Linked DNA regions of Zea mays: all the other regions are linked to region 1. The links are chromatin contacts, called in public Hi-C maps. All regions are on one chromosome and are shown on one strand. The core of a region is the stretch at or near the end of the contact, and the rest is flanking DNA. Distances in the headings are between cores, read along the strand shown. Region 1 holds the start of LOC100285313. Region 2 holds the start of LOC100193620 (Thioredoxin). Region 3 holds the start of LOC606487. Region 4 holds the start of LOC100501984 (Histone H2A).

Region 1 (6,321 bases), core at 1,068-3,567:
CCTAGGGGACCCTTTTATAGCCCCAAGGCAGCTAGGAGCCGTTGAGAGCATTCCAGGAAGGCAATTCTTGCCTTCTGACGCCTGGCGCACCGGACAGTCCAGTGCAGATTTCTTTCCTGTTTTGGCGCAGCTGACCGTTGAAGATCCAGAGTCATTGGCGCACCGGACACTGTCCGGTGCACACCGGACAGTCCGGTGCCCCCTTCTGACCGTTGGCTCTGCCACGCGTCGCGCGCGGATTACACGGCCGACCGTTAGCCCGGCCGACTGTTGGCTCACCGGACAGTCCGGTGCACCACCGGACAGTCCGGTGATTTATAGTCGTACGCCGCCGACGAAACCCGAGAGCAGCCAGTTCGCTAGAGCCAGCCTGGCGCACCGGACAGTCCGGTGCACCATCGGACAGTCTGGTGCACCCAGACTGCGCAGAGTCTTGGCTGCTCAGCCAAGTCTTTTCCAAATTGGTCTTTTCCTGTTTCTAGCACTTAGACACAATACATTAGTCTCCAAAACAATATACTAAGTCTTAGAAACATACCTTTACTCTTGATTTGCACTTCTTAAGTCTTTGGCACAAATATTACTCAAAGCATTTGTGTGGAGCACTTAATCACCAAAATCTTATAGAAATGTCCCAAGGGTACATTTCCCTTTGAGGAAGGACTATGGTTTCAAGTTGTTGTCAATGAAGATGATGGGAGCAGGATGGTTCAGTCTATGCAACTGCAAGACGGTGCATTCGGCAGGATACTTTGCCTTGCCACTTATGCCAGCGATATGTATTCCAACTATAGATATTGTGCCTGGATCAAGTTAATTGGGCAAGCTAACATATGTTTGCTGTCATGTTTACATCCTAGTACAAGTGCTCCTTATTTTACTATCTCAGCCAAGTGGTTGGATGAACCTAGAGTTTCACACCTCTATACCATATTTGATGAGACATGGACTGAGCTACCAGGGCAAGATGTAGTGTATAGATGGCTGGATAGGCTGAATAGCTCTTCATGTGCTTGCATTTCATTGAATGACAACATAATAATAGTCCCGGAGACAACTTTAGATGTTGGAAATGAACGTGCTATTGCAAGAAGGCTTCTAGCTGATCATAATATTCCTCTGATGCAAATTTACAATGAGAGCAGGCCTCATGAAATATTTTTGAAAAGCTTACATGAGTGCAGAATTTGTCTTAGTGAAAATACTAGCAGAAATTTCATCAAGCTCTCATGCCACCATTTGTTTTGCTTGACGAGTATGAAGTTTCGCTGCAGAATTCACGTAACAGAAGGGATTCTGAGAGATGATTGCTTTACGCTTTGAAACTTTGGTTTCCTTATCCGCCAGCTTGGGGACAAACGACATTTAAAGGACATGGGAATGTTAGCAGTAGCAGACTGAAGGAATGTCAGGGATCACAAGATATGGAGCCAGACAACACCACCAGAGGAACGAAGATGACATGCCCAGGCTTCAGCGGCAGTGACACAAGAATGTGCATTGGAGTGGGCCTTGATGGGCTGTGTAATACACTAGCAGGGCTGGGCCTATATGGAAGGTTATATGTGTGACTCTGTAACTGAGGACGTTATGCAAGAACATAGAACATAAACACTAGTTCTCAGCCTCGTATTTCTCCCTGTTTCCTCGTTTCCAAGTCTTCTTCCCCAATCCTCACCCCTTCCTGCTCTCTTCTAGAAACTTCCCACTACCGATGTTACTTTCTCCCTGCTTCCTCGTTTCCAAGTCTTCTTCCCCAATCCTCACCCCTTCATGCTCTCTTCTAGAAACTTCCCACTACCGACGCTATCATTCTTGTGTCGCTGCCGCTGAAGTCTGGGCATGTCATCTTCGTTCCTCTGGTGGTGCTGTCTGGCTCCATATCTTGTGATCCCTGACATTCCTTCAGAGCGCCGGCGACCGCACGAGAGAGGACATGAGTCGGGGATAGGTGCCCGACGTTCGGAGGTCGGGCGCGTTTCCACGCGGAAGCTACGCTAAGACCGGGTCGATCCCCCCACAGAGCTAACTCCCAAACATGTCGGAGCCATACCCCGTGGTAGATTCTCGCGTGGGCCACTGGCACAGGGAAAAAGGTAAATTCCCTGTGTGGAAATGGACTGCCAAACTAGCCCTTATAGTCGTATCTTATGCTTAGAGATTCGATTTAGAGGCTCCTGAAAAAGAGACTAATCAAGCGAATACTAGAAAACGAGAACTAATAAAAGGGTAAAAATAAAAAAGAAAAAAATCCCAATCCGACGGCACGTGCTAGTTCCCGAGATATATAGGACGCTCCAGATACCTTACCATTCCATCGTCTGCTGGCATCGTTCCATTCTCCTCTAAACCCTAGCCGCCTAGCGCCTCGATCTGAGCAGCCTGTCTCGCGGAGGTGAGCCTGAGTCGCCATCCCTTCCCGTCCGGTCTTGTCGGGACGCGATTCGCGCTGTTGCGCTGCGCGGATCGCTGCGGAATTTCGGTTTTCCTGATGGGATCTTCCCGCCGCTTTGCCGTGCAGGTAGTTCTGGTTGATTTGGTCCTAGATGGCGGAGGAAAAAGTGGGGCGGATCTTCGTCGGCGGGCTGTCGTGGAACACCACGGAGCGCACGCTCGAGCGCACCTTCGGTCAGTACGGCAAGGTCATCGAGGCTCAGGTACAGCGACAGCTCTGGCCTGCCGTGATGCTTGTAATTTGAGGGAATTGGGGTTAGTTTGTGTTAGCAACGTTATGAGTTTGGGGCTTGTTTGGATGTCCATGTTCACCTCAATCCCCACGCACATGTATTGAGGTGGATACATGGGCATCCAAACAAGGCCTTAGTTGGGGTCCCTGTTTTGGTGTGGTTTGACGGATGTGCTCCTTCCAAACAAAGGGATTCATAAAATATGGATAGTTTTTTTTGTCCTATCTGCTTGCATGATAGTCTGATGCAGTAGGCGCAGAAATAAATGATAGTTAGCTGCAAATATAGTTTTTACATATACCTTAGCAAATGAATCAATTTTCTTTGTGATACAGAAAGACTGCACTTGAAAAACATTTTCTGCTCGATCTGGGGGAAACAGATGATTAAAGATTAAACTGTTTGTTAACTGTTGTAACTTGGGTATGTTTAATTTGGTTACCAGGAACTATAGAGTTTCATTGAATTTTTACCAGTTGCATGTTATCACCATTTTGATTATGTTTCCAGTTTCCACCATTCCTAGTTATAGGTAACTGAAATGTGTCTCATGACTTCAGTAAAGTTATTGTTATTATGAAAAACCTCATGGTTTTAAGTTGGTTTTTTTATAACCGCAGCTATAGCTAAAAAAATTATATATCATAAACTGGAACAAGTGATGTTTCTTATTTGTGTATGTTATGGCTTCTTTTTCCCCCTTTAGTCTTACAATTTCATTCTAATAGCAGCTGCTGATTCACAGAGACTGCAGTCAGTTCAATTTCTGCATGTTAGGAAGTTAGCAAAGTTGCAGGAAAAGAAATTCACTAATCATTTGAGCTCACTGGTTAGCATTTTTTGCGATGATGGGTTCAGTAAAGATCAATTGGAGGCATATACACTGTTAGATTCAGTTTTGCTAGGTGTGATCTGTTTTGTGGACAGAACCAGATACCTGTTTTTGCCTTGTTAGCACTTAAGATAACTGCTTCCAGCTTTAGAACACAAAAGAATCATCACCGGCATGGTTAATGAACTCCAGTCAAGTAAACATGGTTGCCAGCACTGGACTGAACTTGTGGCAAAATTTGGTTGTGTCATTCTGGATCAGTTTGATAAGAAAGGCAGAGAAACCATTTGTCCTTTCAGTAGCGAGGCAGCAATGGTGATGCTGAAGAATGTTGTATGCTCATCTTTGCCTACACTTGCTTCAAAGAGCATTATTCCCAGTGTCCATCACTCCATTGTGCATTTCCATGGGAAATGCTTAGTTCTTTGCGCCAAAGGAAAGCCAGGATTAAAAAATGCATTTAGACTTCCGGATTATATTTTTCTGGTACTGAAGGATATGGCAGGGTAACTAAAATCTACCTGGTCATGGTATAGTTCACCTCTAGTTTTGTGCCCATACAATTGCCCAAAAGTAACTGGTCTCAGTTCAGTTCTCTGGATTGGATACTGGTTCTTGCAGCACGTGGCCCTCACCTGGAACTGTTCAGACTCATCATTGTCGTCTGTGATCACGTGCTTGATTCTTCAGTTTTGACTTCTGACCTTTGGCTGTAGTAATCATTAATGTTCTTAACCAGTGAATGGTCAAGCAGATTTTGATTTGCATTCAAATTTGAGTTGTGGCATAAGGAATTAAGGATTGACCAAACTCTTGTACAGTTGGGATGATTTCACTCGTTTTGCACAATGTTTATTAGCTGTTTGATTTGATACCCTAATTTGCATGTTGTTCCTACTGATAGAATTTTTGGTTGCTCACTATTATATATAGTTTCTGTCTTCCCATTGGTTCATTTTCACTGTATGTATAGGTTGTAGTGGAAAGGGAGACAGGCCGCTCTAGGGGATTTGGATTTGTCACATTTTCAGAACCTCGGGCTGTGGATGCTGCCATTCGGGGAATGCATAACGGAGAACTGGATGGCCGCAATATTTCTGTGAACAAAGCTGAACCTAGGAACTCTGATGGCTATGGATATGGTGGTGGTGGTGGTGGTGGTTACTCGTCCGGTGGTAGAGGTGGATATCGTAGTGGAGCTGATGTAGTTCCAGCAGCCAGTGATGATTGTTTCAAATGTGGCCGTCCTGGACATTGGGCTCGTGAATGCCCTTATTCAGATGGAAGTGGTAGAACTGGAAGGTATTCTCCCGGTTCAAGGTATGGTGGTGGCACTGGTGGACGTGGTGATCGCTTTGGAGGATCAGATCGTTTTGCTCGCTATGATGATGATCGATATGATGGTGGGCGCTATGTGGACAGCAGGGATACTTATTATGGTTCCGGGCGCGATCGCTATGCACCGGCAGCAGAACGCTATTCTGGTGACAGGTACAGTGGTGCAGATCGATATGCGTCCAGCGGCTTTGCCAGAGAAAGGAGCTATGAGAGAGATGGAGGGAGGTCCAATGGAGGTTACTACCGTGATGAACCGAGGGGCACTGGTGGCTATGGCAGAGGTGGTTCACGTGGCGGCGGCGGCGGTGGGCCTGCTCGCTTTGGTGGGAGTTACCGAGATAGGCCTGCTCCATACGATCGTCCCAGCAGGGGAGGAGCAGCTCGTGCTTATGATGATCGTTACTGAAGAATGTTCCCCTGAGGCAGAACAGAGATATCTGTGTATTTCAGCTATGCACTAGTATTTACATTTGCCAGCTTGATCCTTCAATTCCGTGTTATCCAGCAGTTGCAGTTTGTTTTATTAGTCTATGAAGACAATGGTTCAGTCCATGGGTTATTAATATGCTGGTACCGTAATCTTTAGGCAGTGTGCTCCTGGTTGATTCGTCATGTTTGTGTAACTACTTTGGAGTTTGCACTAAATAATGAACTAATTCCAGTATGTGGTCTTTGAATTGGACTTCTGTTATGCTTACCGAGAAAACTGTGCCACGTTTTGCACCGTAGTTGAACATGGCATCAATACTGAGATGTGATGTGCGGCAATGTGCAGATCTGCGGAAAATGAAAGTCTGCTCTGATATTTATTTATTTGCCAGGCAGTGTCCAATCTGTTCAGATGTTGTTGCTATTGGGTTTGCCTATATAAAATCGGAAAGGCGTGATTCTGATTTATGCAGGCAGGTGATGGTTTGTTGTGATATTTTCCTGCAGCAGACATGCATTTGGTCTACTCAAGTTTGCTAGCAATGTCTAGGGCAGATCCGCAGATGTGATGTATCGGCTTGTTTGCTTTGTTTTCTGGCTTGCAGCTGCTGCTCGTGGTGAAAAGTTCTCAAATTCATGCTGGATCCAATGTAGTTGCGAGTTGCCCTGGAAAAATTTCTGTTGCCTGTTCCATTTTATTTTAAATTTTCGTTGAAGGGTTATTCGTTGAAGATTATAGCGTCATCTTCACAGTTAAACTCAATTGGGTTCAGCTGGTTATTCGTTGAGGATGTTTTGGACACGAGAGAGAGATATGTGTTCAGCAAACAAGCGATGGTACCCTACGACCAGAAGTTACAGTATTGAAGTTCAATATTGAAGTGCAAGTAAAATACGCTCTTTTGTTGGTTTTGTCACGCACAAAGTGCAATAAACGCCTAACTAGCTACTGAGGAAAGTAACGAATTTCTCTGTAGCTAGTTTGGCAAACCCATTTTCTCTATGGATTTTTATTTTCTCAAGGAAAACTAATTT
Region 2 (6,819 bases), core at 3,081-5,580, 160 kb after region 1:
GAAGGACTCATGCACTGAGCGTAGGACCAACACGCGATTGACGGCGTGGATTGATGTTGACCACCGCACCGGGGCGCATGATGGCTCGGCAAGCTGCGACGAGGTCGAGCGGCTCGTCGGCGAGCGTGGGGTGCAGGAGGGAGCGGGAGCATGGGGAGGAATACTCTCTTTGCCAAATGCTCATACTTGCATCCTACCGCCGGTCGTCTCCACCATCGTGCGACAGTTTCGCCTTTCATGGGGTTGCATGGCTTCTCTCCCTGAGATCTCACTGCCGACCCACGCAGTGGCGAGTAGCGTCTTGTTGGCCACACCCTAGGGCTGGTGGAGCCTCCCATCGGCCATCTCCACCATCGCACGACGATTTCACCTTTCCTGGGGTCCGCATAGCTTCTCTCCATGAGATCTTGTCGCCACTGTTCTCAACCGCCGCAATAGGGAGTACGGGAGCGATGGAATAGAGCTAGGGTTTTGGGGTGGGGTGGGCGACAGCTTGCCAAAGATGGTCAGCGCGTTTTTTTTGGTGTCGAAAGGGAGAGGGGGAGTGGGAAGGGGAACCAACCACGAAGACAAAGACGACGGCGGTGGCGAACAACGAGCTGGCGAGCCCCTCTTACAGGCCGACGGCGACAGCGAGCGCTGTGACGGTGGCTGAGTGCGAGGACGGCATCCCACCGGAGCCCACCAGCTGCTTCGCGTCCCACCGGTTCTCCTTATACCTGCACGTCGGTCGCGCGCGCGGAGGAGGGTGGGCAGATGCAGATCCCGTCATGGAGGGAGCTCAGATCCGGGCACCGCGTGGAGATAGATAGGGGGAGAGGGCGTACCAGGTGGTGAGGACCTTGATGGATTGCGCGATGGCGAAGGTGAGCACCGCGGATGGGAGCAGTAGGGAGGGGGTGATGGCGTACGCGTGCCGCTGGTCGAGGGAGGCCGTGGCACACGCGCCGGACAGGGGATGGGGTGGCGGAGAATGTGCAGGCGGGGGCTTGCGTGCGGGGAGGGGGCGCGACGCGTGGTGTAGAATCCTCGATGGAAGGCGATTCTGGGCTTCCATCCAAGGCGCGGGCGCGAGCATCTCGGATGTGGACGGGGACGCGAGCTTGTCGGAGAGGCTGGGGGAGGCGATCTCGGTGGTGAAGACGAACTCGGGCGCGGCGATGACCACGTGCACGTCGTGCCCTGCGGTGACCAGGTGCCTCACCACCTGGAGACGATGGGGTCAGGAAACAGTACGCGCCGGCACCAGGCAGGCAAGCTGCAAGCGGGCGGAGAGAGCGGCGGCGGACCTCGAGGGCGCGGGTGGCATGCCCGAAGCCATGGCCGGTGATGTAGTGGCGAATCCGCGGCGGTTCGGTGCTAGGCTCCGGCGCGGACAAAGGGCTGCGGCGCGCGGGTGGGTGCAAATTTCGCGGCGGCTGCGGCCTTGCGGCAGTAGAGGTCGCGCGGGTGGGTGCGGATTTCGCGGCGGCTGCGGCGTTGCGGCAGCAGAGGTCGGCGGGGCGTGCGGGAGCGGGGGTTTCGTTGGGCAAGGAGCGGGGGCAGTCTACAGATGAGTCTTAATAGTTGTAGAGATATTTTGGGTACAATACACGAGCATTTATCTATATATTAATACTATAAAATTAAATTATTCTCAGAAGTCAGTGGTACTATTGCTGTATTTTCCAAGACCAATATCGATTATGAGTAACTAAATTAACGGAATGCATATCTTATCTTACTAGCTGGTGGCTTTTAATTCTTGGGCCTCCCGTTTTGTCGTCACTGGCCGGTGGCTTTTGTTGGGATTCCCGTTTTGGTTTTGCACGACAAGAAACGAAACTGCACCTATGGATGCTTGGTGCTTCCTCATTGCTTCTAGAGACATTGCATGCGAGTACGCGACGTGCGAGCTAGCAACCGTGTGACGATCCTACAAGAAACTGCACCTACGAATGTGGAAACTCGGGTCACTGACACACTGAAGGGGCTACGCCTCTTCTTCAAGTACCAAATCTCCCTTGTCCCACTTGCGGAGAGAACCACCCACGGAAGAACACGATGTTCCAAGGAAGAAGATGACACGCGTTAGACGTCAAGTTCAACTTGCAAAACTGCCCTCTTTTTTTTTTCCAACAATAATGTGCACTACAGATGCATACAGCTTGACGACAAAGATTTAAATAGCAGCGACCTTCTGTTATTGATTGACAGTTGACACCCGCGGTATGGCTTTCTACATTAATTCTGCTCTTTGCGTCTTCTTGTTCTAGTGCTCTTTGCGTCTCCAATTCCTTATGTCGGGGCTCATAGTTTCGCACATTCTATTTAGATGAGCAGCACACAGAGTCGCCAATTGGAATACGGCAGTGCCACAAAGAAATGGTTGGGTGGCAATGGTAACCACCGGCCCTACTACCTTCCAATAACCTCTATCTCAAATGGTGGTACATATAGTGGGTACTGCTGCATGACTCAGATCTCATTTTCACTGTTGGTTTAGAGATCTTTTTTCTGAACTCATAGTATGAGAGTGACAATGAGGAGCTCATCGGGCACCCGTTCTAGAACCAGCGTTGCTGAGGGTTTTCAGATCACATATAAAATGAGTATTTAGGTTCCTCAACGAATTTAGATGAAAAAAAAAGTTTTGCAGCACGTACATCGATCGACTACATGATTCAAAGGTTTAATTCACTGGTACAGAGAAACTCTATAGTGACGGTCGTAGAGCTATTTGCACTGACGTTTTTCAATGCCGCAGTGATAGAGGCCAGTGAAAATCAACATTTTCAGAGACGGTTTTATTAAGCAAACCGCTAGTGAAAATACATTTAGAAGCAAACCGCTAGTGAAAATACATTTTCTAAAATAAGAATGGTTAGCAAAATGTATTTTCGTTTCTGCATCAACCATGGAGGAAGGTTGTATATGGTGAGGATCACCGGCCATGTGCTATGCTTGCTGCTCCTCTCAGCAAATGGATTCATTCCATCAGTACTCAGTGCGAACCTAACATTTCTTGGTTTGTCGGCGAAGTCTCGGTGGTTGTCATTGAAATCTTGCCACTGCTTCCCATCGACTGGATTCCCATCATTTTTGTACCTATCAAAAGAATGTCAGTTCAAAAGTTCGACATTCTCAGGGTTAGCGAACAGACACCTCAATCGATCGACGACAGGGAGGTACCACATCACCAAAGCAGGAATCTTTTTGAACGCATAATAGTCTACTTATTTTTTATTGCTCGTGAATTTTGAAGTCTTCGTTTGGTCTTTCTTTCGCTTATTCCCATTAGACACGGATGCAACACACTCTTTCTCTCGATAGTCTTTATTCGTCTTGTACTACTTGCATTGCACTTTGGGTAACTACTCTCTAAGTCTTTATAATCATCACCTTGATAAAGGATACAGTGATTTCTACATGTGTGGATTTTCTCCACACCCATAGTTAGCAGACTGATTAGTTTCTTTGCATAGTACATGTTAGCAGACACTTTGTTCTCCTTTGGAAGCATGTCTGCGATATACTAAAAACGCATCGAAGCCAGCATCAGACAAACCATATCTAGCTTTTAACATCAACAACTTTAGCACAGACCGGAGCATCGTGGACTCTTTGGTACAACCCTTAGACTCGTCGTATAAAGGCTCTTCTGCTGCCTTCTTCAGGGACTCCATTGGCGGTTGTGTTAACAAAACCGAAATGGAAGTATTGTGGTACTCAGTACTCTCTGGTACTGAGTTAGATTTGGTGAATGTTAATACATATATACTTTTATAAAATTACTTTTTAAGACAAATTGATGCACTGGCGTTCATTGGCGGCTGTGTTAACAAAACCGAAGTGGAAGTAGCCCGTTCCACTGGAGGTTGGCTTAAGTGCACATGCAGTGAAAATAACGTTCCACTTGCGATTCATTTAACACAACTGTCAGTATAAATAGTTTTTTTTATTGGCGGTTGATTTAGGTGAACCCCAAGCGAAAATATATTTACACATGCGGTTTTTTAAGCCGTGCTCACCTATTTATTTTCAGTGTGCTAACTGAAACTGTCGGTATAAATTTTTGCGTGCCATCAGTTTAGAGCACTTATCTACTGACTTTTTTTTTCAGTATCGTACGGATTTTGCACCACGTCGACGACCGTCGATAACGAGGCACGCCGATCTAGAGAGCTCGAAGACCTGGGAATGGCACAGGGGACCGGCCGGAGCCCGCCGGCGCCATGCAAGCTGCCTCGATCGCGGCCTCGACCTAGTAGCCCGTCCCTGTCGCGCCCAGTCGCTCGCTGCGCCTATAAAAGCCGCCCGCGGCTCGCGTAGGCTACCAGCGCAAACTCTGCAAGGGCTTCGGATCCCACACCGAGGAAAGGAGAAGAGAGCGAGGGTCGGAATAATGGCGGCCGAGGAGGGTGCCGTGATCGCGTGCCACACCAAGGACGAGTTCGACGCCCGCATGGCCAAGGCCAAGGAGCAGGGCAAGCTGGTACGTACCCACACGAGCAGCCATCATCGCCATCTCTTGCACATCTTGCTCTTGTGATACAAATGCATGCATCTTCTGCAACAACTCGACGGCCGCCTCAAACAAAGCTAACATCCTGAGCACAATTTGCCTGCCAATTACCGGCCGTCGTCGTCAGGTGGTCATCGACTTCATGGCCCCCTGGTGCAGTGGGTGCCAGATGATGGCCCCGGTGTACGCGGACTGCGCCAGCAAGTACCCTTCCGCGGTCTTCCTCGAGGTCGACGTGGACGAACTGCTGGTGAGTCAATATAATGAGCGCATGCACGCACGCAGACGCAGCGTCAGCGTCGTCGTCGTCCGTCGTACTGACCACATCCACATGTGCTGCTGTTAATCTCCTTTGTTCAATTCTACACGTACGTCGTACGTGTACGTACAGGAAGTCGCGAAGATCTACGGCGTCCATGTGATGCCGACCTTCTGCTTCATCAGGAACGGCGAGACGCTCGAGAGCTTTGCTACCGTCGACGAGGACGAGCTCCGGGACGCCGTCAGGAAGTACGCCGCCGCTGGCACTACGACGGCTCCTGCCTCGGCGTCCGCCTAATTCAGGAGATGTGATGTGTAGCAAATAGCGCGCGCGCACCAGTCGTCAATAAATAAATAAATAAATAAATAAATAAATAAATAAAGGCCAACGTACGACGACAAATTAGTGGCGCGCGCGGTAGTAGCTAGCAGAGTATGCGCCGCCACTGTGTCGATCTGCAGTTTGGTCGTTTAAAAGTGATTGTAGTGTGTACTATGTTCAGCTCGATGATCTCGGAGTCGCTATATACGCTCGCTCCCGTGCTGGACGGGTTATCGATCTGATGAACAAGAATACAATAATATGTATGGATACTTGTGACGGGGTTCCGCGGAAGTCTGGCTTCAGTTACCGTGTGATTGGTTACCTGCACCATCTCGTCCCGCGTCACCATACTCACGTTGACTTTATCTGAGTTTATGTTTGGTTGTATGCATGTTTGAAGCGTAGGCTGCATAGACAGATGCGAAATAAGTTACGTTGGCTGTGTTGAGCACCAAAATAAGGACCGGACGGGCCGGCCCTAGGGCCAGACGGTACGCACTGGTGGTGCGGACGGTCTACGCTTGCACAGAGCAGATTATAGTTCCGAGTTTTGTGCTACGGTTGTTAGCTAAATTCGCAGAATTAGCTCGGGAGATTAGTTTGTAAAGTGTCCAGCCCTCTCCTCTATAAATACAGAGGATTACGATCGATTAAGCATCATCAATCGAATCAATAATCAACTTATCTCGCATTTATTTCTTATACATTTAGGAGTAGTTCTAGTTTAGCCTTCCAATCCCTAAATTCTCCGCTTCTCTTCGACTCTACGTCGATTAGAGGAGTCTAGGTCGGCCTGCCGAGCCTAGACAACACCTAAGATCTCTCCTCCCTGACGGGGTCCCTCCCGGGAGCGAGATCAAGGCGCCGCCCACTACCGGAATTTGGCTCTTTGCCGAGTGCCATATTTTTTGCCGAGTGTTTTATTTCGGGCACTCGGCAAAGAGCTCTTTGTCGAGTGCCACACAAAAAACCCTCGGTAAAAGAAAACACTCGGCGAAGAAGCTCTTTGCCGAGTGTTTTATTTTTGACACTCGGCAAAGAGTTTCTTTGCCGAGTGTCTTTTTTTGACACTCGGCAAAGGGCTCTTTGCCGAGTGTCACAATACAACACTCGGCAAAGAGCTCTTTGCCGAGTGTTTTTTCTCCAACACTAGGCAAAGACAATTTAAAAATCACATTTTAAAGTAGTAAATTTATATATTGAACATTTCTTCAACTACAAATTTGTATAACTCATCATGATGTACAATTTATATATTGAACATTTCTTCATATGACAAAATAAAAATAAATTTGTTCATAAAACCTATATCTCTCTCGTAGTTTATGAAACTACGAGAGAGACGTATAGAATTTGTACATATTGTTAGAACCATCATCTGAGATAAACAAATGACCAAACAACCAAAATAAACTTTGTAGATCTTGAGAAGTTATAGAAGTTTATAGTTGACAACTTTTTCATTTGAAGTCATATTGTCAATGAAAACTACGTCTGAATTTAAAAAATTTAAAATTTGAATTTTGAAAACAACTTCGAAAGAAAAAACCACCAACATGAAAGTTGTAGGTATTGAAGAGTTATGAAACTTTGTAGTTGACAATGTTTTAGTTTGAAATCATTTTGTTATGCAAAACTATGTTTGAATTTTGAAATTTGAATTTTTCAAACTGTCTCGGATGGAAAAACCACTAAAATAAAAGTTGTAGGTCTTGAAATGTAATGAAAC
Region 3 (6,643 bases), core at 326-2,825, 240 kb after region 1:
TTTTTTCTAGTATAGGGCTATATATTTTTTTTTCACCGGGACTACGAAAACGTAGATACGGGCCTAGCTGGCATCAGCGTCTAGTTTCGTTTCCCACCATGCAAACTCTACCGGGCCATTTGCAACACAAATAAGTAAGCTTCCAGATAACCAAATTGTCTCATGGGCCAGGCTCAATCTTGTGTCATGTCCTAGGTTTTATGGCTATGCATTTACATACGCCCCTGTTTTTTCAGTTTTTTTAGCTTTTTGGCCACCAAAAGCTGCGGACAGCCAAACACTTAGCTTCTCAGACAGTTTTTATAAAATTCGTTTGAGTAAAAATTATTCAAAAATCAACATAAACACATATACGGTTGAGTCGTTGAAATAGTAGAAATCCGTCACTTTCTAGATTCTGAGCCCTATGTACACCTTTATTTTCATCCGCATGTAATCTTAATGATACTCAGATTCTCTATACAGTCAGATTCTTCCTACAGCTAAATTTTTAGAAAAACTTGTCAAAAAAAAGCTGAACCAAACATGTAGTGATTTCCCTCATACCTTGTCATGCAGGTACGACTACAAGAGCGTAAAATAACACATGCAATCCAACAAATTAAGAATGTATTTGGTTCACGTTTCTAAACCAAATTTAATACTAAAATCTAGAATCTCAATTAAGCGATGACAAAAACAGAATATTTTTTTAAAAAATTATAATTTTTAGTTCAATTGATAATCGCCTTCTACCCTACCTCATAACAACTTTCTCATAGATAACAGTTAGAATTAGTTTTTTATTAATCTATAGCTAAACTAAATAAAACCTAATTATGACTATTATTGCAACTAATGTAGTTAGTAGTTGCAACCTCAAACCCAAACGACATGGATTGTATTTTCCATTGTTTTAAATTATAAGGTATTTTATTTTTTCTAGATTTATTATTTTTCTATATATATATATATATATATATATATATATATATATATATATATATATATATTATACTACAAAAAATGTTAAAACGTCTTATAATATGCCACAAGAGAACTACCAACTAGAATAAGTTTCCATTAAAAAATTCTACACATTTGCTAAAAATATCCATACGGTTTTTAAAATGCATTTTAAAACATTTTAAAAAGATAACACGCCCGTGGTAGCTACTCGTTCAGATTTAAATAACCGTATCAATATAAACGGTCAAGTTTATATTAACGTAGCCATACACATTTTAAAATATAATTAAAATAGATAAATAATAAATGTATTAACGGTCAAGTTTCAAATACGCTGACCGGTCAAGTTTATATTTTGCGGGCCGTCGACAAGCACAAGTGGGGAACCTTCGAGAATTCGAGAAAATAACACGGCAGCCGCCCACGAGCGCGGTGACGTACGTAACCCCGCGTACGCGGCCCGTAACCGCAACGTGGGCCGCCAGGGCTTTCCGGTCATTTCTCAACCCAGTCGCTGCGCCTATAAATGTCGCGTGCACGCGCACCGGATGAGGCCACCAAAGGTACCTTGCAATCACAACGAACAGAAGCTCTCGATCTCACCGACACCGAGGAAGAAGAGATCAATGGCGTCCGAGCAGGGAGTCGTGATCGCGTGCCACAGCAAGGCTGAGTTCGACGCCCACATGACCAAGGCCCAGGAAGCCGGCAAGCTGGTACGCGTCCCCGTGCCTCGTCTTCCTCGATCCCCATTCCCGTGATTTTGTTTGGAAAGCTGTTTAGGGGATTCCGCGGTTCAAATCGATTCGTCTTTGGTTTCCTTATTATGCGGTCGCCCCCCTGTTCAAATTTGCTCTGAATCGCATCTGGGATGCTTGTGTTCGGGGGTGATTAGGGTGCGGCGCGTGTAGTGGGCAGGATTTTAGGGATTTTAGCGGGTCCGTACAGTCCGTCTCCGTCCAGGGATTATGTTGATTGATGTAGCCTGAGACGATTTGATGTCCACGGTTGTGCACACAGATTTATTATGGGTGGAGTATTGATATGTGCATGCAACGAATTTATTGCACATGCTTTTCGTGGTTACTTAGTAATTATAGGTGTGATTTAAATTAGTTTGCCCTACTGCTGATCTCTATGCTGAACCGGAAACCCGTATGAGCTTTGCGGCAACATTTGTGTGAGTAATTTGAGCTGGCAGTTGCTCTATTTGGAGATCTGTATTTCCACTAAATCTACGAAGTAGTAGATGCATAGATAAACTTAAGCTGTCATAGAAAGTCATTTAAAACATGGGAAGAGTTTGACGTTTAGACCTCTGTTAAGTGCTCATGATGTCATATTGAAATTTCGTACACTCTAAGGGGAGTAATTTGGAATTGGGGAAAGAATTCAACAGCTGCAGTTGAGATTTGCTAGGAAGTCAAGTTGAAATTGGGAAGGATTCAAGGGCTACAGACCACCTCCGTACCTTCTCCTGTACCTTCTCCTGTGTACTGTAGAGTAACTGATTTTAGGTCTTTTTGTTTGAGGACTAATCTTTAGTTGTCGTTTAGGGGTAGCTTTGGAACTTTATTTTTTCAAAGGATTTCTATTTTTTTAAAGGAAAATGAACTAATTTTCTTTTGAATAATTTTCTTTTGAAAAATGAGAACCTTTGGAAAAATGGGTTCACAAACTAACCTTTAACCTTTTTTTTTGCTAAATAGAAGAACTAAAGTAGATATTAGTGGGGTGTTTAGTTTGAAGAATGAGCTAGTCCATCATCTTCACACTCCACACATTTTTTTTGGTTTGTATAATGGAATAAGTTGATCCATCACTATCTTAATCCTCATATTTAGTTAGTACTAATATAAGAAATGATGTCATCTCACCAAATTTGAAGAATGAACTCATGATGAACTACCTTATTTTGGAGGGAATGATCCCTCAAACCAAACACTCTCTAATTGATTTTAGTGTTAAGTCGTTTAAAGGATAGCTAAAAGAGATTGAAGCAGATTTATTCATATCTCTACCCTTCATTTAGTACTCTCTCTTCTTGATATCCTAAGCATAAAGGGTATTTCAGTCTTTCTACAGTGTTCTGAACATGTTTATTAGTCCTTAGAACCAAATAGATAGGGACTAAAATTTAATCTAGAACTAATTTTCAGTCTAGAACTAATAGGAAGCAAACAGAGCCTAGGACTGCACTCCGTATGCTCTGATTCAACCACGAGTTCTTGTCCTTGTCGTTGTCTTCCGAGGGCGCACAGTTGATCGGCGTTGCATTCGGACGGTCGGACCTAGGACTGCACTCCAGTATAATACCGTCGTTTTCTTTCCGGCAGAGTAGCAACTCTACCGCCTCTAACATGGAGCTCTGTCAAACTTGCGCAACCTTTCAGGTGGTCATCGACTTCACTGCCGCCTGGTGCGGTCCATGCCGCGCCATCGCCCCACTGTTCGTCGAACACGCCAAGAAGTTCACTCAGGTCGTCTTCCTGAAGGTGGACGTGGACGAAGTGAAGGTGAGCACGGTGTCCCGACAGCTAGCGAGCGATTCACCGGGTTCCCCCTTTCCGTTACAGTGTACTGATGACGCTGTTTCCTCCTCTCTCCCAACAGGAAGTCACCGCGGCCTACGAGGTCGAGGCGATGCCGACCTTCCACTTCGTCAAGAACGGCAAGACGGTCGCGACCATCGTGGGTGCCAGGAAGGACGAGCTCCTGGCCCAGATCGAGAAGCATGCCGCGCCTGCGCCTGCGTCTGCGTCTGCCTAAAGGAGATCAGTCGTCGCCGTCAATAAGGGCCAGCACGTATGGCTGTAAATGTTGTCGTTATCAGTTCTGGCTTTGTCGTTTGTGGGCGATTGTGAACTAGTAGTATGTTTGTTTCTATCCGAGCCGGAGGCGATACTTAACCATGGATACTTGTTGTGAGTTCGTTTCTGTTCGCGTGTGACTCTTGAATTGAATCAACCAGCTCACCACTGCACCAGGCCGTGGTGAGTGGTGACAGTGATTTCCTGTTATCATGAATGATCCTATGGATGGATATAGAATAATAGATAAATCACGTTGCGCTGCAATGGGCAAGCATATCTATCATCTACAGTGCAAAACAATGGCCCAATTAAAGATGAAAACGGTTTCAGAATTTTTCGGTATTCCGTTTATCGATTTTGAAATTTTTCGATCGGATTCACCGGTAACAGTATTCTTCAAAACCGGAATCGGTTTTCAGAATTTTCTATCGGAATCAGTGTGATGTTTTACCGACCGTTTCCTTCGGTTATCGGTTTTTGTCGGAAATTACCGGATTTGTGTCTCGGAATTTTCCAGCATTTGATTTTTCGTATCGTCTATACGTCTCTGAATAAGGATTACTTATTTTTGTATTTTTTGGACGCCATTTTTTGGGATAAATAGTGTTGGAAGGCAGTTGAGATTAACAATTTGGTCTCTCGATCAAATTCACCCTTTTCTATGCACATGTTATATATTAGTAACATATAATGATAGAGAGCCGACAGTCTGTCTTTTTCACACACTAAATTTTAGGGTTTTCTGTGAGGCTGTGAAAAAACTCTTTATGTGAGGAAAAAATATTTCATGAGTAAACATGCCATGTCAGCTAAATCGAGTGGATATTGTGAATTGTGAACTTTGTGTCTGGAAACTTGTTATACTGTAAAACTTGTTATTTTGTGAACGTGTGATCTTTGTAAACTTTTTATATTATAAATTTGTGATCCTTGTGAACTTATTATATCATGAATTGTGAACTTGTGGTCTTTGTGATCTTTTGTCAACTTTGTTGTATTGTGAAGTTTGATATGTTTACCGATCGTAATTTAGATTTCGACCGTTACCGGTGTATTTTCCGCACCGAACTTTCGTTTCCGATGTTTTCGAAATACCGATATCGTTTTCGTTTCCGAAATTACCATTTTCAATTTTGTTTCCGATAAAAATTACGAAAACGATAATGATTTTAGTGTTTATCGACGGTTTCCGACCGTTTTCATCCCTAGGTCTAGTGGAGTCTCTCTATCCTAACTCGGTAGCCAGTAGGGGAATCCCCGCGGTTGGCTCCAAAAAAATATACGGTGCTCTGAACATCCAGATTGTGGTGCTCCGAACGTACCATTTTGACTTCCCTGATAAGCATTCGGATGAAGCTTTGTTGGACTATCACATCGACATCATTTTTTGAAGAAACCACCGCATTTTGACACTTGCAAGTCTGCAGCATCTGGCCAATTAGGAAATTCATTAGGAAACAATTTGCAGATTAGGCGCCCAAGAGTATACTGTGGCCACACGAAGATGCTACTACTATACTCCTAGTAGATATGCAGTATGGTAGCATAGCATCCGAGTTCAAGCTCGGTGACATGACTTCCTTACACGCTGAACTGGCAGTTTTGGAATTAACTGCGGGCTCTACATACAGGATATGGTAGTTTCACGTGTACATTTTGAGCTAACGAGAGATCTAAAGGGCATCTAGTATCCATCTATTTTGGTACTACTACTTTATTTATTTGTTACCTACTCCAATACGGTGACTGCGAGGAAGAGTCGCGCGCTGCTAGCAGAACGGCCGAAGGAGAATCTAGGTAGGCACCTGTTTGTTTGGCCAACACAAGAGAAGTAGGCAGTGGAGGAAGATTTATTAGGTTAATATAAATTTGGATAGTCTGATAATTAGTCTTTTGAAATATGTTTTTTTAACCTTTACTACCTAAATATAGGATAGATAGTGTGTTTAGCTAGTTTGCTAGTGCCATGAATATCAGGTTCTGCTGCTCAGTTTGGATGTCGATACCAGAGAATTGAGTGTACGATTCTAAATCTAAATTCTATGTGCAACCAAACAATTTATGAAAGCTTATTTTGATTTCAAATTCCGTGCACCAATATCTACATTTAAAACCGAGTAGTAAAGTTTTTAAGGAGCTGGTACAACTATCTATTCCAACTCTTATGCAGAAGAGTGAAGTATTCCACGACCTTATTTTGTGCATCACCGGAGAACCCAATATATACCGAAAACAATTTTTCTGATGCTCTTTTCTTTTCTTTTTTTAAAAAAAAGATGAGATGATATATATATATATATATATATATATATATATATATATATATATATATATATATATATATATACACACACACACCAATACACTTTATTTTGGCTAGTGCTTGAAGAATCGATTCTTCCACTTGAGTTGATAGAAAAGCCATGAACAAGAGCTCTGGTCGTAAAAAGAAGCCAAGTTCCAAAGAAGCACCATCATGTGGCTCACTTTACTTGCGTTTCAAAGTCGAGTGCTAGCTGCAACGTTCCTACCAGTTTCCAAAGATGCTACGCTTAATGGCCCTCGGCGTACTATCATCGACCAGCTCCTAATCCACTTACTTAAGTGCCATTTGGTTCACATACTGGTAACGTAATGGTTAACAGATAACGTTAAATTATGTTTGTTTAAGTCGAACCGTAATAGATACCACACTACAAATAAATATCACTTTATTCAAATTTGTTACCGCCAGTATTTAAGTGTGAAACGTTACCATTATCATTTACGTTATATTTCGTGAACCAAATGACACCTAAATTGCTGCAGTTACATGAGCAACGTAGCAGCAAGATGCTGATTGTTTCGAGATTGATTACTGGAGGTGCGTGTATGAATTGCTG
Region 4 (6,109 bases), core at 396-2,895, 200 kb before region 1:
AAGCCCTCCGCCCCTGGTTGTCTGGGACGCGGACATGTTTCTTGGCCTGTGTAATGCACCATGGTTGGTGGTCTGGGTCTGTGGTGACATGCTTCTCTTGGTTCACTTCTCAGTAATAATTGATCCCTCTTGTGGATTTTCTGGAACTTTTTATGTATTTCGCCTAGACTTTCAAGTTGAACCAGCCAAGTGGGTAAAAGTGGATGGTGTGCGAGACAATGGTTTCTTTGTTAGTATTGATAGGAGGAACCCAACATTCTCTTGCCTGGGTCCCGAGAAATGGGGTGAGAAAAGGAACTGTATTTACATTCCCAGCCCGTTTGCAAGCCTTTGGGAGCTTCCCAGTTTTGTTTTGTGGTGTTGGCCAGTGACCAATCCATTATCCATGCTTGCCTTGGAGCTTTGGCTATTCCTGAACATCCCGTTCCTTTGTTGCTCTAATATGATGCATTAGCTAGTCCTGTAGCTTTGTTACTTCCTAGCTTGGCATTCAATGTCCTGTACAAATTGCAGCTCAGATGTTAATCTCAAGATATATCTAGTTTCCAAACCGAATTTTCTCATTGTACTACTGGATTGGTAACAACACTTTCCTAGTACAGAGCCTAAAGTTCATTGTAGATGCTGGTTATTTCAAGTACTTTAGCGTTGTTGTGGAGGATGGTTGTATACTGGTTAGCCACTTTGTTGCAGCAATCTACGGTCGAGTTGGGCAAGACGCTTCCACAAAGTTGTGTTGCATCCAACTGTTTCCAACAGTCATATACCAGGAACTTGATAGATATCTTATGGTGTTGACCCAGCTGTTAGCAATTCATGTTTCTAAATATTGATATGTTTGGTGTGAGATTCCGAATAAAACCTATTCAGTTAGTCTTCCGCACTAGGACTATATAAACCATTGCGAGTATATTTGTGCACCCAAATTGCAAATTAGATTTCTGAAATCAGGGAATCACGTTTCAACCACAATGCACAGATCTACTAACCAGTTCCAATAACAACGACGACACTACAGACGTAAAGATCTACTGAACACGAGCATTCAACATCACAGCGGTAAAGGCGCCCGCCCCTCTATGCCTTCTTGGGGGACTTGGCGGCCTTCTTGGGCGACTTGGCCTCCTTGGCCGCCGCCTTCTCAGCGGTCTTCTTGGGCAGGAGCACCGGGTTGATGTTGGGGAGGACGCCGCCGTGGGCGATGGTGACGCCGGACAGCAGCTTGCCGAGCTCCTCGTCGTTGCGGATGGCAAGGAGCACGTGGCGCGGGATGATGCGGGTCTTCTTGTTGTCCTTGGCAGCGTTGCCGGCCAGCTCCAGCACCTCGGCGGCCAGGTACTCGAGGACGGCGGCCAGGTAGACGGGGGCGCCCGTGCCGACGCGCTGCGCGTACCGGCCCTTCTTCAGGTACCGCCCGATGCGGCCGACGGGAAACTGCAGCCCGGCCTTGACGGACCTCGTCACCGACTTCTTCCTCGGCCCGCCGGCCTTGCGCCCGGCCGCGCCCTTCTTCGCCTTCCCGCCGGCTCCGGCTGCGCTCGCGTCCATGGCCGCCTGACTGCTGCTGCTGCGCTTCGAGATCGAGGGGGTGGAGTAGAGCTCGAAAGGCTGCGGATGCGAGAGAGGAGAGTCGAGTGTGTGATGCCAGAGGGGATGCGAGGTGGGGTGCTTTTAAAACCCCGCGAAAAGGGTGGGGTGGTGGGCCCCTCGATCCGTGTGCAAACGCGATGGACGGCCGGATCGATAGTGGCACGGACGGCCGATGGGGAGCTGGGAAGACGATCCGTGGGAGGTGTTACTAGGCCAATCAGGTGCGAGGATACAAAGCAGCGCGGGAATCCGGTTTTTAGCTCAGGAATTACTACCGTTTTCATGTAATACTGCAATAATCTGCATGCGAAGTTACCTTTTTCATGTAGGCTACGCTTTGCTCCAGTTAAGGCCCTGTTTGTAAATAAATTATTTCAAAACTACAGTATTAGAATACTACAGTTAATGTCAAGACATTTTTTACCACAATATTGAAAACTTACTACAGCTTTGAAAACATAGTTTTTGAAGAGTCTGCCAAACACTATATTAGAAAAGATACTACAGTATCTCAAATACTACATCTCGATGTATGTTTGCTCCCTTATACCTGTTGTCATGATCAATTTACAACACTTTCTTCACATCAAACTCTGCCAGCTTTAGGTCAACAAGCTTGATGTATGCTTGCTCCCTTATGTACAAGGCCTTAAAATATGTGTGGTTGTTAGTCATCGTGCTGCTACTTTTATTTGCAGGTTTTGGACACCTCCCCACGCAGGAGAGGTGCAGCCGAAATTTTTTGTTGATAGAGTTCTGTTAATTTTTTTAGAGGATGGAGAACCGTGAGTGGATGTACACGTACCGTGTATGAAGGAATGATGTCACCTCTAAATGGATTAGAAAGACCGATGATTTCGTGGAACGAGCATATGGTGAAGCTGCTAAAGGAGCGAGTCTAGTCCCATGCCCGTGCAGCAAATGTGCCAACCGGAAAAGAAAATCAAAGAAGTCTATGGTAGAACATATTTGGAAGAAAGGATTTACGTCGGGCTATACTCGGTGAATCTTTCATGGTGAAGTGCATCGTACGAGAGAGAAGATGCTGAGACAACGCGTCGAGCATTATGATACCGATGCGGGGGTAGCGGATATGTTGAACGATTATCACGAGGCATAGTACACCGGAGGATGTACGAACGACGAGCTAGAGCCGACTGCAAAGGCGTTCTACGACATGTTTGACGTGGCACAGAAGCCCCTTCACGGTCACACAAAGGTTTCTCAATTGGATGCCATTAGACGTGTAATGGCATTGAAGTCGCAGTACAACATGAGTCGAGACACATTCGATGGCTCGTTGACGATTATTGGCAGCCTGCTTCCGGAGGATCACGTTCTGCCAAATAGCATATACGAGGCACAGAAACTCCTTCGTGCACTCAAGATGACGTATGAGCATATACATGCTTGTCCGAAGGGCTGCGTGCTATTTAGGAAAGAATACGCGGAGGCAAAGTACTATCCGAAGTGTAAATCATCTAGGTTCATGGAGGTAGACTCTGGTGATGGACAGAAGAGGCAGCTCGACATCCCCTTGACAATCCTACGACACCTTCCGTTCATATCGAGGATCCAGCGTATATACATGACCGAGGAATCCGCGAAACAGATGACATGGTACAATCCTGACAAGATGGTGCACGCATTCGATGGTGAAGCATGGAAGCACTTTGATGCCATTCACCGTGAGAAAGTCGAAGAGGCTCGTAATGTACGTGTTGCGCTGGCCACAGATGGGTTCGATCTCTATGGAATGAGCGCTGCTCCGTACACATGTTGGCTCGTGTTTGTTATCCCAATCAATCCCCCCGGTGTGTGCTTTCAAAGGCAGAATATATTCGTGTCGTTGATAATTCCCGGACACCTAGGGAATAAAATGGGCGTGTACATGGAGCCTTTGATCGATGAATTGGTACGTGCTTGGGAGGAAGGGCCATGGATGTATGACCGAGCTACGAAGACAAACTTCAAAATGCATGTTTGGTACCAGTACTCCATGCATGACTTACCAGTGTATGGGCTATTCTGCACCTGGTGTGTTCACAGTAAGTTCTCATGCCCAGTTTGCAAGGAAGCTCTTAGGTTCCTTTGGTTAAAAAAGGTGGCAAATATTCGTCATTCGATAAACATTGACAATTTCTCCTAACCATCCATTCCGCCTAGACATCAAGAACTTTACAAAAGGTGTCGTAGACTTGTAGTGACACACCGCCCACCTGCAACGATGACTGGTGCCGAAATTCATCAACAGATAGATAGGCTCGTGGCCAATACAGAAGGTGGTTTTGTTGGATATGGTGAGCAGCATATGTGGACACATAAGTCGGGCTTGACTCGGCTCCCCTATTATGACGACCTGAGAGCACCTAGAGGGGGGGTGAATGGGTGATCCTATAAAATCAAACACTAAATAGCCACAAAACTTAGTTATTAAAGTATTAGTGCGACTAAGTAGCTTTGAAGCGAGTTCTTGTGAACACAACAATCACAGAAAAAGCAACACAAGAGACACGCGATTCTAGTGCGACTAAGTAGCATGTCTGGTGCACGATCTCCTTCCATATCGGGCGCAACCGACCGTTGCTCCTCCGGCCCGTTGGCGCACCAGACACTGTCCGGTGCACACCGGATAGTCCGGTGCATCGAGCCGACCGTTGGGGCGGGCCACGTGTCACGCGTTGATCGCGCGGACGACTGTTGCTGCTGGCGTCGTTGGCTCACCGGACAGTCCAGTACACCACCGGACAGTCCGGTGAATTATAGCCACGTCGCCTTTTTCCTTTTCCCGAGAGTGACGAGTTTGTCACTGACGGCACACCGGACAGTCCGGTGAATTATAGCCGTACGACTCCGTCATCTCCCGAGAGCAGCCAGTTCACTAGCGGCAAGCCTAGGTCACCGGACACTATTCGTGCACCACCGGACAGTCCGGTGCGCCAGGCTCGAGCAGTTGTTGGCTGTACAGAGCCAACTCTTCTTCAATTCAAATCTTCTCTTTTCTTGGTCCTGTTTCTAGCACTTAGACAAGCACATTAGTATACAAAATAATATACTAAGTCTAGAAACATACCTTGTACTTTGATTTGCACTTTTCACACATTTTGCACATAAGAGTTCAAAGCATTTGTGTTGGACATCTAATCACCAAAACACTTATAGAAATGGCCCAAGGGCACATTTCCCTTTCACGGCCTGCTCCTTCCACACGACATTGACGTGATGCACACTGAAAAGAATGTTGTTGAGGCACTTTGGTCAACAATTATGGACATTCCTAATAAGACAAAGGATAACATAAAGGCAAGAGTGGATCTGACAGCCTTATGTGATAGACCAAACCAAGAGATGAAGCTCCCTAGTAGTGGAAAGACATGGAGAAGGCCTAAGGCCGATTTCGTCCTAAGCAGGGCCCAGAGGAAGTACTTTAGTGGATCAAGATGTTGATGTTCCCTGATGGGTATGCAGCTAACCTAAGTAGGGGGTGAACTTATCTACTCTGCGAGTCTTAGGGATGAAGAGTCATGACTTCCACATATGGATTGAACGGATTCTTCCTGCGATGGTTTGGAGCTATGTCCCTGAGCATGTCTGGCTAGCGCTTTCATAGTTGAGCTATTTCTTCCGCCAGCTTGTGCAAAAGGGTTAACTCGGACTGTGGTTGTAGACTTGGAAAGATTGGCACCCATGTTACTACGTAAGCTTGAGAAGATATTTCCACCCGACTTCTTCAATCTAATGCAGCATTTGATTCTTCATCTCCTCTATGAGGCACGAATGGGAGGCCCATGCAGGGACATTGGTGCTATCCAATCGAGAGATGTCTAAAGACTATTCGAAAGAAATGTAGAGATAAATGCAAAATTGAGGCTTCCATTGCAGAGGCATACATTCTAGAGGAGGTGTCAAACTTCACAACAACTTACTACGGTGACAAACTATCAAGCGTGCATAATCCACCCCTCGTTACAATGATGGCAGCAGTGAATCGAACCTCAACATATTTCAAGGCCAACTCAGAAGCACAAGTGCCTTGACCACCAAGACCCTGACACATGAAGAGTGGCGACATATCATGCTATATGTATTGACCAACATTGAAGAGGTGACACCATACATGGAACAATTTCTTCATGAATTCTAGCGTCGATCAAGGGACCCAACTCCACAGGAATATGATACTCTTCTTAGAAAGGGAGCGAGAAATGGATTGCCCAATTTCATTTCCTGGTTCAAACGTAAGGTACATGCTTTGTTTGTCAAAGAGATCCGTCTATAAACTCAATTTAGCGTCTTTTAACTTGTGGATACTTGCAGGGCCAAAGAGATCTGTCTATGAGTGCCGATTTGAGACAAGTAGCCAACGACTTTGCTTATAGGGACAAGAAATATTCTAGGTATGACGTCAATGGATACCGTTTTCGCACAACAAACTACGACCAAAGTTGGCCCAATCGAAAAACAATGTGTTCTGAAGTCTTTACGCCCGGCCTTGACAATGTCGATTATTTTGGACGAA

The links. Hi-C and Micro-C count contacts between places; a contact is called where the count stands out from the background.
Region 2: a contact with region 1 is called in a Hi-C map of leaf, with 4 times the contacts expected there. The contact joins the promoter of LOC100193620 here to the promoter of LOC100285313 in region 1. A contact is called at or near these places in 3 of 25 Hi-C or Micro-C datasets (ear, leaf and tassel).
Region 3: a Hi-C map of bundle sheath shows a contact between it and region 1, with 3 times the contacts expected there. The contact joins the promoter of LOC606487 here to the promoter of LOC100285313 in region 1. A contact is called at or near these places in 3 of 25 Hi-C or Micro-C datasets (bundle sheath, leaf and tassel).
Region 4: a contact with region 1 is called in a Hi-C map of leaf, with 7 times the contacts expected there. The contact joins the promoter of LOC100501984 here to the promoter of LOC100285313 in region 1. A contact is called at or near these places in 10 of 25 Hi-C or Micro-C datasets (bundle sheath, ear, endosperm and 3 more).

Annotation. Positions count from the first base shown.
Region 1 is chr7:13,736,703-13,743,023 of Zm-B73-REFERENCE-NAM-5.0, reverse strand. LOC100285313 reads left to right here and starts at 2,317. Exons shown (of 3, transcript NM_001158206.1): 1 at 2,317-2,395; 2 at 2,522-2,657; 3 at 4,493-5,554. The coding sequence starts at 2,547. The coding sequence ends at 5,263.
Region 2 is chr7:13,579,314-13,586,132 of Zm-B73-REFERENCE-NAM-5.0, reverse strand. LOC100193620 (Thioredoxin) reads left to right here and starts at 4,330. Exons shown (of 3, transcript NM_001138720.1): 1 at 4,330-4,474; 2 at 4,632-4,754; 3 at 4,896-5,379. The coding sequence starts at 4,385. The coding sequence ends at 5,063. It also overlaps LOC103633730 and the pseudogene LOC103632062.
Region 3 is chr7:13,496,863-13,503,505 of Zm-B73-REFERENCE-NAM-5.0, reverse strand. It overlaps LOC606487, which reads left to right and starts at 1,575. Exons shown (of 3, transcript NM_001112341.1): 1 at 1,575-1,664; 2 at 3,342-3,464; 3 at 3,562-3,880. The coding sequence starts at 1,575. The coding sequence ends at 3,717.
Region 4 is chr7:13,941,002-13,947,110 of Zm-B73-REFERENCE-NAM-5.0, reverse strand. LOC100501984 (Histone H2A) reads right to left here and starts at 1,645. Exons shown (of 1, transcript NM_001196581.1): 1 at 917-1,645. The coding sequence starts at 1,548. The coding sequence ends at 1,078.